Linked DNA regions of Sus scrofa: all the other regions are linked to region 1. A link is a contact called in public HiChIP or PLAC-seq data. All regions are on one chromosome and are shown on one strand. Each heading gives the region's core, a stretch centred on a gene start, on an enhancer-like site or on the middle of the called end of the contact. The rest is flanking DNA. Distances are from core to core; before and after follow the strand shown.

Region 1 (3,810 bases), core at 587-3,086:
CAGCCAAGCTGCTGGTGCCCTCAGGCAGCTTGTCCCCAGGACCCCACAGAAGGGTACCAGGGAGGAAGGAGGCTGGGGCCTGGCCCCAGGGTTTGTCCCAGACGCAACCTCCTATTCGGCTGTTGGGAACAGACAGAAAATGCTGAACCTCAGCCCCTCGGAAAGAGACACACCCTGCCCCCTCCCTGTTCTCCCCCAGGGGTCGGTGCCAGGCTTGGGCGCCCTGCTCTGCTGACCCACCTGTCGGCACCGGGGGCTCACTACCTCCCGGGCCAGGGCAAGAGGGAATGGAACTTGGAGCCGTGGAGGCCCTGCAGGAAGGCAGGCCTCAGCTCCGTTGAGAGCTGGTCTTGGGGCGGGAGCATCTGGCCTGGCAGCTGCCATCAGAGCTCAGTCGTGCCCCCACATAGCTTGCGGTCCTAGCCCAGTGCCCAGGGGACTGCAGCTTTGTCTGAGGGAAGGGCCTGCGCAGGCAGGATTAAGAGCAGGGCGTGAGACTGGCCTGGGTTAGAGGGGTGTTCTCAGGAGACACAGGAGAGACAGCAGGGCGAGGCACGCAGAGGCTGCGCTGATGTGTTTACAAGCCAGGGAACACCAGGTGCCACCGGAAGGCGAGAGAGAGGCAGAGACCCAGAAAGAACCAGCCGGGCCGACACCCCTGGCCTCCAGAGCTGTGAAAGGCTGAGCTCCTGTCCTGAGCCCGTGGGGGGAGAGCCTGCAAGGCTGCTGCCCCCTTGCAGGAAGCGAGGATGGCTGTGGGCAGGGCCGAGGCAGGCGGGAGCAGCCTGGGGACCCCGTGTACCACTAGCCAGCGTCTGTCAGGAAGAAACAGGGGCGCGCTGCGGACGCACGCCGGCCACGAGAACGTTTCCTCCAGACCAGGGCTCGGCAGGCCCTTCAGTGCCCTCAGGCGCCTCCCTGTCCCGGGGTCTGCGCTTCCCAACTTAGACACTGCCTGCACCTTGATGGTGTCCACGGCTCCTGCTTGCAGGAGGGGAGACCTCCACGCCCTGGCTCTCCTCTGCCGGACGGGGCACAGACAAGAGGACCAGGCCAGCCAGGGCCCTCAGCCTTGGAGGGTGGTGGGCCCACCCCAGGGTGATTCAGCGCTTTGCAGGCCTGGGCTCAGTCTGTGTGCTTTTTAGGCTAACAAAGGCAGCACCCCAGGCAGGAGCACTGAGTGGGCACAGGTGGACTCCTGGCACCTCCTTAGCAAGCTTCTTAGGGTGCACCATGCTTTAAAGTTTCCGAGGCGTTGTCACCCCCTCCACCCAGACTTACAGTTGTGTTGAATAAAATGACAGCAGCCCAACGTAGAAACCTGGGGTCGCTCACAGGCCCCCAGCCCCCAGGCTCTGCTGGAAGCTCCCCCGTGTGGGCAGGAGGAGGCAGATGCAGACGTGCACCTGACAGAGAGGGGACGGGGGACCAGCCCTGGCGGAAGACTGGGCAGCAGCACAACGGAGGGCCCACCCCACCCGCCCCAGGTCACCGCCCCAGGCACCCGGACCAAACAGCACAACAGACAAGTTGAATCAAAGAAGCAAGCTGCAGGAGGGCGCTTAGACGGAAACCCTTTCACAGAAGGTTCAAGAGTATCGCCCAGGCTGGGTCCATCCCCAGCCCCATTTGCAAGGACTTGACCCGGGCCAGGGTCCCACTGGGTGGGGTGCCAAGGAGGAAGGAGGACTGGGAGATGGGCCCACCCTGGGCCGGGGGAGGGGACACTTGCAGGGCGGGAGGAGGAAGAGGAGCCAGGCGCTTCCCGAGGAGGAAGCGGTGCCTGGATTTTCCCCAGGTGTGGCCGCAGGTATAAAGGGCACCAGGAGCCGGCAGCAGCCGGGGCAGCCGCCAGGGCACACGCGCTCAGAGCCCAGCCGCCGCCGCGATGGTGAGCTTCCTGCCCCGCGCCCTGCCGGGACGGTGCCCCTGGCCCTGAGCGGTTGCTGGTTGGCTGATCTCCGGGCTGAGGATGTTGGGAGAAGGCTCAGGAAGGCCTTCAACGTTGGGAGAAACGGGAGCCAGGACCCAGGAGCCCGGGTGCGCAGCGGAGCGCGGGGCTGAGGGGCTAGAGGCCCCAGGGCCTCCGTTTCCCCAACTGTGGGGGGGGGTGGGCTTTCCACAGGGAGCAGAGCGAGCGCGCTGGCAGTGAGGTGGCCCCTCCCAGGGTCTCCTGACCCCCCACCCTCTATCCCCCAGCTCTCTCCTGGCCTCCTGCTTCTGGCCTGGCTGCCCGCCTGCCTGGCTCGCCACAGCCTCCAACTCCGGGCGGGGGCCCCGCGCTGCTACTCGGCGGAGGAGCTGTCCCTGGGCCACGCCCCCCCACACCTTTTGGCTCGAGCTGCCAAGTGGGAGCAGGCTTTGCCGGTAGCCCTGGTGTCCAGCCTGGAGGCGGCAGGCCGCAGGAAGCGACAGGCGGGGTCCCCGGGCGGGATCCAGTGCCAGGTTCTGCAGCCCGAAGAGGTGCTGGAAGCAGACATCCACCAGCGCTCCATCTCTCCCTGGAGATACCGGTGAGCGTGGGGCGTGCCCTGGGTGGGGGTCCCCCAGGGCCCCCCAAGCCTCGGTGCCTTTGCCGCTAACTGGGCAGCGCCGGGCCGGGGCCCCTCAGCTGAGCTTCTCCAGCCGGGTCTCTGACTCAGCCGGCCCTCGGACCCCGGGGCCCCATCACGCCCCTGCAGGGCGCTGGGCTGGGCAGGGGGCCGGCTTCTGCGCCGCAAGGCCAGGCGGGTAGGGGCAGCCATGGGGCTGCGGGCGGGTCGGGAGGCACTGGCCACCCACCGGCGCTGACTCCCCATCTGGCCCGCAGTGTGGACACGGATGAGAGCCGCTACCCGCAGAAGCTGGCCTTCGCCGAGTGCCTGTGCAAGGGCTGCATCAGCACCAAGACGGGCCGCGAGACCGCCGCGCTCAACTCCGTGCCCCTGACCCAGAGCCTGCTGGTGCTGCGCCGCCAGCCCTGCTCCCGGGATGCCGCGGGGGCGCCCACGCCCGGGGCCTTCGCCTTCCACGCCGAGTTCATCCGCGTGCCCGTGGGCTGTACCTGTGTCCTGCCCAGGTCTGTCCAGTGACCACTGACTCGGCTCCCCGACGGGCCGGTGGAGGCTCTCTCCAGAGAGGCCTGTCCTACTTGTGTATTTATTGCTTATTTATGAGCCCCCGGGGTCCCCGGGCAGGTCCCAAGGCCCCAGGCTTCAAGGTGGGAGCCTCCAGTGGAGACCAGGCCGGCCCCATGCTGGGAGCTGCGGTCGGGCTCCGCCTCGAGACTTAGTTCACGCTGCTGCGTTAGCGGCTGGGCTGGAAGGCACGTTTTCGCTCTTGGAGCTGACGACCAGTTGACGGTCACCTCCACCCGCACGGCCCCCCGAGCTCCCCTTACCGCTCACCCCGTTGCTGGCCACCGGCTCCCTCGTCCCAGCCCCCTGGAACAAGCACCCCTGTGTCTCTGAAGCAATGATTCATTTTTCATATGAAAATGTGTTTTTTCACGGACACGGCCCCCAGAGCACAGCGTCGCACGGAGAAGACGGAGGGCAGCGGGGGAGGAGGGCCCAGCTGTCCTGCAGAGGCAGCCGCTGCCCGCTTCTGGCATGTCCCCTCCAGAAAGGTCTGTGCCCAAACCCAAGCGCGCCCAGCCCAGGGTTTTTTTTGTGTTTCTTTTTTTTGTCTTTTGAGGCTCCTATTCATGGCATGTGGAGGTTCCCAGGCTAGGGGTCCAGTTGGAGCTGCAGCCGCCAGCCTCCACCACAGCCACAGGATCGGAGGATCCGAGCCGCGTCTGCGACCTACACCACAGCTCACGGCAACGCC
Region 2 (3,810 bases), core at 600-3,099, 56 kb before region 1:
GAATCCAACTAGGAACCCTGTTGAGGGTTCGATCCCTGGCCTCACTCAGTGGGTTAAGGATCTGGCGCTGCAGTGAGCTATGGTGAGGTCGCAGACTTGGCTCAGATCCCGTGTGGCCGTGACTGGGGCTGGCAGCTGTAACTCTGATTTGACTCTAGCCTGGGAACTTCCATATGCCATGGGTTCAACCCTAAAAAGCAAAAAAGCAAAAATAAATAAATAAATAAAAATTAAAAAATTCAACTGAGTAAATTTGAAGATCTAATTAGCTTTAGTCAACAATTTATGAATCTGGCAGCACCCCGTCTAGCATTTAGAAAGGCTTCTACAGGCTGTACAGGATGGAGGCTTTTATAGGTACAACGACATTAAAAGGCTGGATTACTTCAGGCCAGGTCACCCTCCTTTAGGGGGAGGCAAGGGGTCTTAGGCAGATTACTCCCTAGTGCTGACCAGAAAGCTCCAGACTAAAGGATTTAAATTTCCACTCCTGGGAGGGGCTGAAATTTCAATTAGATTAGTCATGAAGTCTGGTTAGGCTTAGCATAAGTGACTCCATTTTGGGGCTGTTGTTTTCATTTTTTTAATTTAAAAAAATTTTTTTTATTTTTTATTTTTTTGTCTTTTGTCTTTTTACGGCTACTCCCAAGGCATATGGAAATTCCCAGGCTAGGGGTCTAATCAGAGCTGTTTCTCTTTAAACAACATTGGGAATAGTTAAAAAGTTTAAGCTTTGACATTTAAACTCAGTATCTCAAAAATGATTGTTTTGTGTTGGATCAGTTATATTTGATAAAGCAATAGCTATTTAGTTACACAGAAATAGTTTCAAATGTTTCAGCTTTGACTTTTTTTTTTTTTTTAGGGCCACACCCTCAGGATGGAGGTTCCCAGGCTAGGGATCTAATCCGAGCTACAGCTGCCGCCTACGACACAGCCACAGCAAGCCAGATCCGAGCCGCGTCTGTGACCTGCACCACAGCTCACGGCAACACCGGATCGTAAACCCACTGAGCGAAGCCGGGGATCAAACCCCCAACCTCATGGTTCCTAGTCAGATTCATTTCCGCTGTGCCACCACGGGAACTCCTAGGCTTTGACATTTTAACTCGCTATCTCGAAAATGATCATTTTGTTTTGAACTGATTCTATCTAACGGAAGGGGGGATTTAATCCCCCCAAAACAGTTTAAAAAGTTTAATCTTCGTTATTTAAACTCATTTCCTGGAGTTCCCGTCGTGGTTCAGCAGAAAGGAATCTGACTAGCATTCCTGAGGAAGCAGGTTCGATCCCTGGCCTCGCTCAGTGGGTTAAGGATCTGGCACTGCAGTGAACTGTGCTACAGGTCGCAGACACGGCTCTGCCCCCTCGTTCCTGTGGCTGTGGTGTAGCCCGGCAGCTACAGTTCCGATTTGACCCCTAGACTGGGAACTTCCATAAGCCGCGGGTGCGCCCTGAAAAGATTAAAAATAAAATAAACTCATTTCCCTGAAAGGACTAACTTTGGATTGGGTGCGCAGCCCCCCTGCGCGGAAGCTCCCCACCCGGAAGGGGGCAGGTAAGTTCTTCGCCCCACCTCCCCGGGACCCATCTCCGCGCGCAGCTCGCACAGCGGGGCGGGAACCCGCCGGCGCTCACGCGTCACGTGACCCGGAGGCCCGGGAAGCTCTCCCAGCCGCACGACGGCCGGCGCGCGCGTCCTGAGACCCGCCCGGGAGGCGGGGCCTCGGCCGCGCCTGCGTCCTGTCGGGTTCAGGCGGGCGCGCGCCGCGGGGGCGGGGCTGCGAGGAGGCAGCTGCGCGGAGGCCGGAAGGAAGCGGGCGGAGGGCGGGGCAAGAGAGGTAAGCCCGCCCGGCCCGCAGGACAACCGTCGCGGCCTGATGACGTCGCACAATGGCCGGCCCCCGCGGGTAGTGGAGCCCGTTTGTTCCGCCCGCGTCGCGCCTCAAGCCGGAGCCTGTGAGGAGCGGAAGGGTCGAGGGACGACTTCCCCACGCCGCCCCGACCTCCGCGGAGCCGTGGCCCCCCCTCCCTGCTCTCGTAAGGTAAGTGGTGGCGCCACCACGGAGGCGGGGCGGGTAGAAGGAGGAGGCCGAGGCGGCCGGGCGGGGAGCGTGGCGGCGGCGCGGAGCGGAGGCCGGGGAGCCCCGCCGCCTCCGCCTCCGGGGAGCGCTCCAGGCTGCCCGCGGCCGAAGCGTGGTTCTCGAGCCCCAGGAAGAGGACGTTGACTCAGGCACGATCCTGCGCTCCTTTCGCTGCGAGCCGGCCGGGGACCCTGGAACCCTTTAGCCCGAGCGCACGGCGGCTGCCTCCGCGCCCGCCGTGGAGTTGATCTCCCGAAGCTGTCATTTCTCTTCCGGGACATCCGCGTGGCAGTGTTTGCCGCCTACAAAGACCGGGGGAGGGGGCGGCGGAAGGAGGCACGCAGGCTCACCCTCCGGACTGGGGATGGGCTCTTCAGGAGCTTTGAACTCTCTCGAGCCTCTTGGAACTTGCCCCCTCGGCTTCCCGGTGGCACAGGTTGGACCTATGCGCTGCGCCCCAAGATGCGCGCCACTCTTTGGAGTAAACTTCCTTTCCTTTGGTAAGGAGCCCAAAGGATGCCGGGTCATTGCTGGGGGGACGTCAGACTTTAAGACTTCCGGCTTTGCTCCTGCGAAAACTTCAAGTTTTCCTGAATTCTTACGACAGCTGAGTTGGCCAGGTAGAATGGTCGATTATCTTAAGTGAGCTGTTCAGCTCCATCTGTTAGAGTAGATCAGCCTTCGGATCTCTTTGGGGAGAATGGAAGGAGAGGGCTTTTGGGGGCACAGCAGTGGCTCTCTTGGTTTCTCATCTTCACGTTGCCTTTGGAGTGGTCCTTTCCCAGAGCGGAGATTGGGATTCTCAGGGTGAGTCTGGACCTGGGCTGATTCCCATTTCCCCAACAGGAAGTCTTTTCCTAGTGATTTTACAGTCTGAACACATGTGTGGAGCCCAGCCAGCTCTGAAACCATTCAGATGTGTCCCAGAGGTTAAAACCCCTCAGCCTCTCCAATTTGAGGTGGGAGATGGTGAAACATTTTATGAAAACTTTGTGGAATCGTTCCCGAGAGCAGAAGAGTTTTTGGGTTTGTTTTTTTTTTCCTTTTTCACTGATCATCTCGAGGTGAGTGAGTGCATCCTCCCTGAGGGGTCATTTGGGGTCAGGCTTGGTCAGGTTGGGGACAGTGTCTGTCACCAACCCACACATCCTTCCTTTGGATGTTTTAAGTCTATGAAGTTATGATTCTGCATTTTCTTTTTGTCTTTTTTTTTTTTTTGCTATTTCTTGGGCCGCTCCCGCGGCATATGGAGGTTCCCAGGCTAGGGGTCCAATCGGAGCTGTAGCCACTGGTCTACGCCAGAGCCACAGCAACTCGGGATCCGAGCCGCGTCTGCAACCTACACCACAGCTCACGGCAACGCTGGATCGTTAACCCGCTTAGCAAGGGCAGGGATCGAACCCGCAACCTCATGGTTCCTAGTCGGATTCGTTAACCACTGCGCCACGACGGGAACTCCTGATTCTGCATTTTCTTTTTTTTTTTTTTTTTTTTTTTTTCTTTTTTTGGCTTTTTAGGGCTGCACCCGCGGCATATGGAGATTCCCAGGCTAGGGGTCCAATCAGAGCTACAGCTGCCCTGCTGGCCTACGCCACCGCCACAGCAATGCCAGATCCGAGACGCGTCTGTGACCTATACCACAGCTCATGGCAACGCCAGATCCTTAACTCAGTGAGCGAGGCCAGGCATCAAACCCGCAACCTCATGGTTCTCAGTCAGATTTGTT
Region 3 (3,810 bases), core at 727-3,226, 36 kb after region 1:
CATCCTTCACGCTCTCCCGACCTCACCGTCTTCCACGCCAGTCTGCCCGGTTATAACAGCAGCATGCGGGGTCCTGTCCTCCCAGAAGTGGGGGCTGGATGGTGACCCCCTCTACGAGATGAAGTCCAAGGAGCTTCTGGAGATACAGCACTAGGGTGCTCAGAGAGTCTAGGACCCCTGCCCCCCATTCCACATGGAAGCTCCCCTAGGGCAAGGTCACCTTGCTCAAGTCTCTGTGGCTCACCCACTCCCTGGCCAGGGCATCACCAGGAGCCAAACCCTGTCTTGGGGGCCAGTGCCAACCCAGTGGGAGGGGCGGAGGGAGCACCATGCCAGGTGCTCTGCTTCTGCTAGGATTTAAAATGCTTCTGTGTATCTCTGGGTTAGCTTGGCTTTTCATCCTGCAGCTTAGTTTGTGGGAGAAGAGACTTTTAAGTTCCCTCTGGCTTCAGAGGTCCCCTGGGGAGATCAGAAGGGCACCCATTGAAAATGGAGAGGGGGGGACCCTAAATCCAGTGTCTCAGATCTATCCTGGGGTAACTGCCTGGCAGAAAGAGGATCCCCGTGGCCATGTGGCCCTCGGAAAGCTGGGGCTGGGAGGGGCGGGGGGCATCAAGCCCTAAGGGCCCTGTGGCTGTTTCCTGACCCGATCTCTGGGCCTCGCAGAAATGCTGGATTTGCGTGGCACGTTCCAGTGGTAAGGTGGGACGCACTGTGTGGCTGGGCTCTAAAGAGTGGTTTTCAACTTTGAAAGCTATGCCCCACGTAAGTTACATTTTCTATGATACACACACACCTCTCTATGTATTTTGAGTCTATATGTGTGTGTCATCATCTGAAACAAAGTTTCCTTTACCACCAACACTGCCCTGGCCTCTCTTTTTTATTTTAGGAGATTGCTGGGGGTGACTGCTGAATTTCAATATGCTGAGTTGAGGATCCCAGTCCTAGAAGGTGCCACCTGGTGGCAGCCTGGGCTCCCTCTGGATCCCAGTCCTGAGAGGGCTAAGGAGCTCTGAGCGGCAGCACGGACTGCATGACTGTCCTCTGGCCTCCTCCGCAGTGTCCCTCTTCCCTCTCGGTCTCCCCCAAGTCACTGAGCAGTCCCCAGAAGGTCTTTACCCCGAGAAGCTGCAGACCTGGGGGCGGCTCTGTCCATTCTAGAGAGGCCTCGCCCTGGGACCTCCTCCCGCCCCTGAGCTGACAGGGGAGGGAATGAGGGCACAGTCCTGGTTTCTGGATGCCTGTCTCCCCACTCGATGAAGACCCCAGCCCTTTAGGCCAGGCTGCCCTGGACAATCTTCTCAAGGATGAGGGGGGCTGGAGGGAAGGAGACCCCCAGAGGGCTGGGGCAGTACTGGAAGGGGCCCCGTGGAAAGCTGGATGAGCTGGCCTTGGCACCCCAGGGCCTCTGGGTCACTCTGCTTGTCCCTTCCACTCACCGCCCAAGCCAGGATGCTCTGGGGTGGCCCTTGGGGGAGAGCCTGGGCTCGCTTCGTCTCCCTCCACAACACCTGTTGGGCCTCTCCACCCTCCTGCATCAGGGGGCTCTGGGTCCCCTTCGTTGGGATGGGTGCCCCCAGGCCATCGGAGGAGAGCCCCAGAGTGATGGGGGGGCCCCGAAAACTTCTCTAAGTGGAGAGGGAATCCCTGCCCACTCTGCCCGACTCGAGGCCGAGGCCCCTTAAGTGGACAAGGCGCCCGGAGGCCACCTTCCTACCTCCAGTCCCAAGTTCTCAGCTCCCTCCTCCCACCTGGGGCAGGTGTCCCCGCTCAGAGGGGGCCTCGCCCCTCCTGCAAGAGTTGAGGCCTGGGCGGGGCTAGGGAGCCCGCAGCCCCTACCTCTCTGCGTCTCCAGCTGCCCGTAGTTGGGGACCCTGTGGCCGGAGTGCGTCTTCACCAGGAAGGAGCGCGGCATGGTGCCCTCTCGCGGGTCCCACTGCCGCCGGAGCCCGCGGGCGGCGCGGTCCGCAGGTGCCGCGAGGGTCAGGTCATTAGCATGGCGCGCCTCATCAGCCAACCAGCGCGCGGCGCGGCCGCGGCGGGGCGGGGCCGCGGGGCGGGGCTTCGGGCCACGCCCAGGACAGGTGCGCGGGCTGCTGGGGAGGGAGCGCGGGGCTGCGCGTCCACCCACGGGACTTCCCTGGCGTGTGCCTCGAGTCACACCGACCCCGGCGCCTGGCGCACCGACTCGCCGTGGACTGAAGGGCAGAGGTCAAGGCTGGGCGGCAGCCGAGCCCGGCTCCGTGCCCCACGTGGTGGGAGCGTCCGTCCGTGAAGCCCAGCCTCAGAGAACCCTGCTCCAGATGGTTACGCCCGCCCCCGCCTCCTGCGCACACTCGCGACGGTGGTTGCGGTGAGTACCAGCCCTGAGCACCAGTGCTGACCCAGCTGACCAGCCAGAGGGGCGCCCAGGCGGTCAGCCCGCCTGGGGGAGAGGGGCCCTCTCCAGGTGAGAGACAGGGCTTCAGAAGTTGGCCCCGGGCCGCCAAAAAGCTCATGCCGTGGGGGAAAGGACATGGCCTGGAATTCCAGATTTCCAGGGGGTTCAGACGTGTGGTTCTGGGACGTTTAGTCCCAGGGCAGCACATGTACCCGCAGCAGCAGCCCGCTGACCTGGGACAGCCTCGCCTCCTTCCCTGTCCCCTGGAGTCCGTCAGGGCCCCAAAGCGGGAGCCGTGCCTGGGTGTCGCGTCCTTTCTGGATGTGGATGGTGCCTGAGTTCAGCGGTCAGTGTCTGGGCACCAGGCCCCTGAGAGCCACCAGGTGATTTCATGGCCGTGCAGCAGGCCTGCCTTTAGAGGCCCTGGTGCCTCGTGGCAGCCTGGTGCTCTCTGCCGCCTGGAGGCCCCGGGGCAAGGTGGAGGCGGTGGTGTGTCTGCGGAAGAACTGTGGAGAGGGAGGCCACGCCACACAGGGTCTTAGGTTTGCAGAAGAAAAAGCAGGCTCTGAGGCGTTAGGCACTGGCTGGCACTTCCAGCCTCACACGGGTCTCTGCCGCTTGGTGAGGGCTCGTGGCAGTGCAGGCAGTGGTGCCCACACGGAAGAAGGCGCAGGTCTGCCCCACAGGTGAGACCTGGCCCCGTGATGCCGCGAGTGTGGTTTTCAGAGGGTAGGCGGGTGCTTGCTGCTTGTTCACCTAGCCTGTGGCCTCGCAGGCTGTTGGTCTGTTTCCTCCCTCCCTTTCCTGGCTCAGCTCAGACACAGAGAGCCCTGCCAGGACCTGGGCCAGCCCTGCACCACGCTGAACTTCCTTGCCTGGCCTCACACCGTGCAGCCGCTGGTCATGATGAGTCCTCAGTCCCCAGAGAGACGCTCTTGCGGGTGCCCTGGGCTCCTGTGGAGGACCTGCCACCCTCATCCTCCCGGCACCGGGGTCCCAGGGCCTTAGAGCACCTCTGCAGTAGGGTGCTCCGTCCTAGGGCCACCATAGCAGTTGGCCCGAGGGAAGCGTGCGGCCCCTGCTCAGAGCTGCCCCCGTGTGGTCACAGAGGCTCACTGTTCAGCCGAGACTCGCAGGACTGTGTCCCGCCCAGGCCGGAGTGGGACCTCACAGGATAGCCTCAGCTGCCGCTGACACCGGGTCTTCAACTGGGGTTTGGTACACACGTCCTGTGTGGTACTGGGGTTCCAGGAGGGGCTGTTGTCACTTCACATGCCGCTGTGACACAGTGGTCCCAGACGCCGAGCCGGGGAAGGTGACCTGGAGGCCGGGGGGACGGACCGTGGGTGCCTGTGTCCGCACGTGTGTGTGCGCGCTCGCGAGTGTGCAGGCCTGCACCCCGATGTGCACGCGTGTCTGTGTGTGTA

What was found. HiChIP or PLAC-seq counts read pairs in DNA pulled down with a chosen protein or histone mark.
Region 2: an H3K27ac HiChIP or PLAC-seq map of alveolar macrophages shows a contact between it and region 1. The contact joins the promoter of ZC3H18 here to the promoter of IL17C in region 1. A contact is called at or near these places in 3 of 47 Hi-C or Micro-C datasets (embryonic fibroblasts, fetal heart ventricle and skeletal muscle) and 1 of 2 datasets of contacts at active chromatin or transcription factors (alveolar macrophages).
Region 3: an H3K27ac HiChIP or PLAC-seq map of alveolar macrophages shows a contact between it and region 1. The contact joins the promoter of SNAI3 here to the promoter of IL17C in region 1. A contact is called at or near these places in 1 of 5 promoter capture datasets (liver), 1 of 47 Hi-C or Micro-C datasets (liver) and 1 of 2 datasets of contacts at active chromatin or transcription factors (alveolar macrophages).

The regions. Positions count from the first base shown.
Region 1 is chr6:1,023,199-1,027,008 of Sscrofa11.1, reverse strand. IL17C (interleukin-17C) reads left to right here and starts at 1,836. Exons shown (of 3, transcript XM_021093667.1): 1 at 1,836-1,891; 2 at 2,200-2,513; 3 at 2,810-3,679. The coding sequence starts at 1,889. The coding sequence ends at 3,071.
Region 2 is chr6:1,079,580-1,083,389 of Sscrofa11.1, reverse strand. ZC3H18 (zinc finger CCCH domain-containing protein 18) reads left to right here and starts at 1,849. Exons shown (of 18, transcript XM_021093665.1): 1 at 1,849-2,045.
Region 3 is chr6:987,141-990,950 of Sscrofa11.1, reverse strand. It overlaps SNAI3 (zinc finger protein SNAI3), which reads right to left and starts at 1,976. Exons shown (of 3, transcript XM_021093663.1): 1 at 1,843-1,976. The coding sequence starts at 1,918.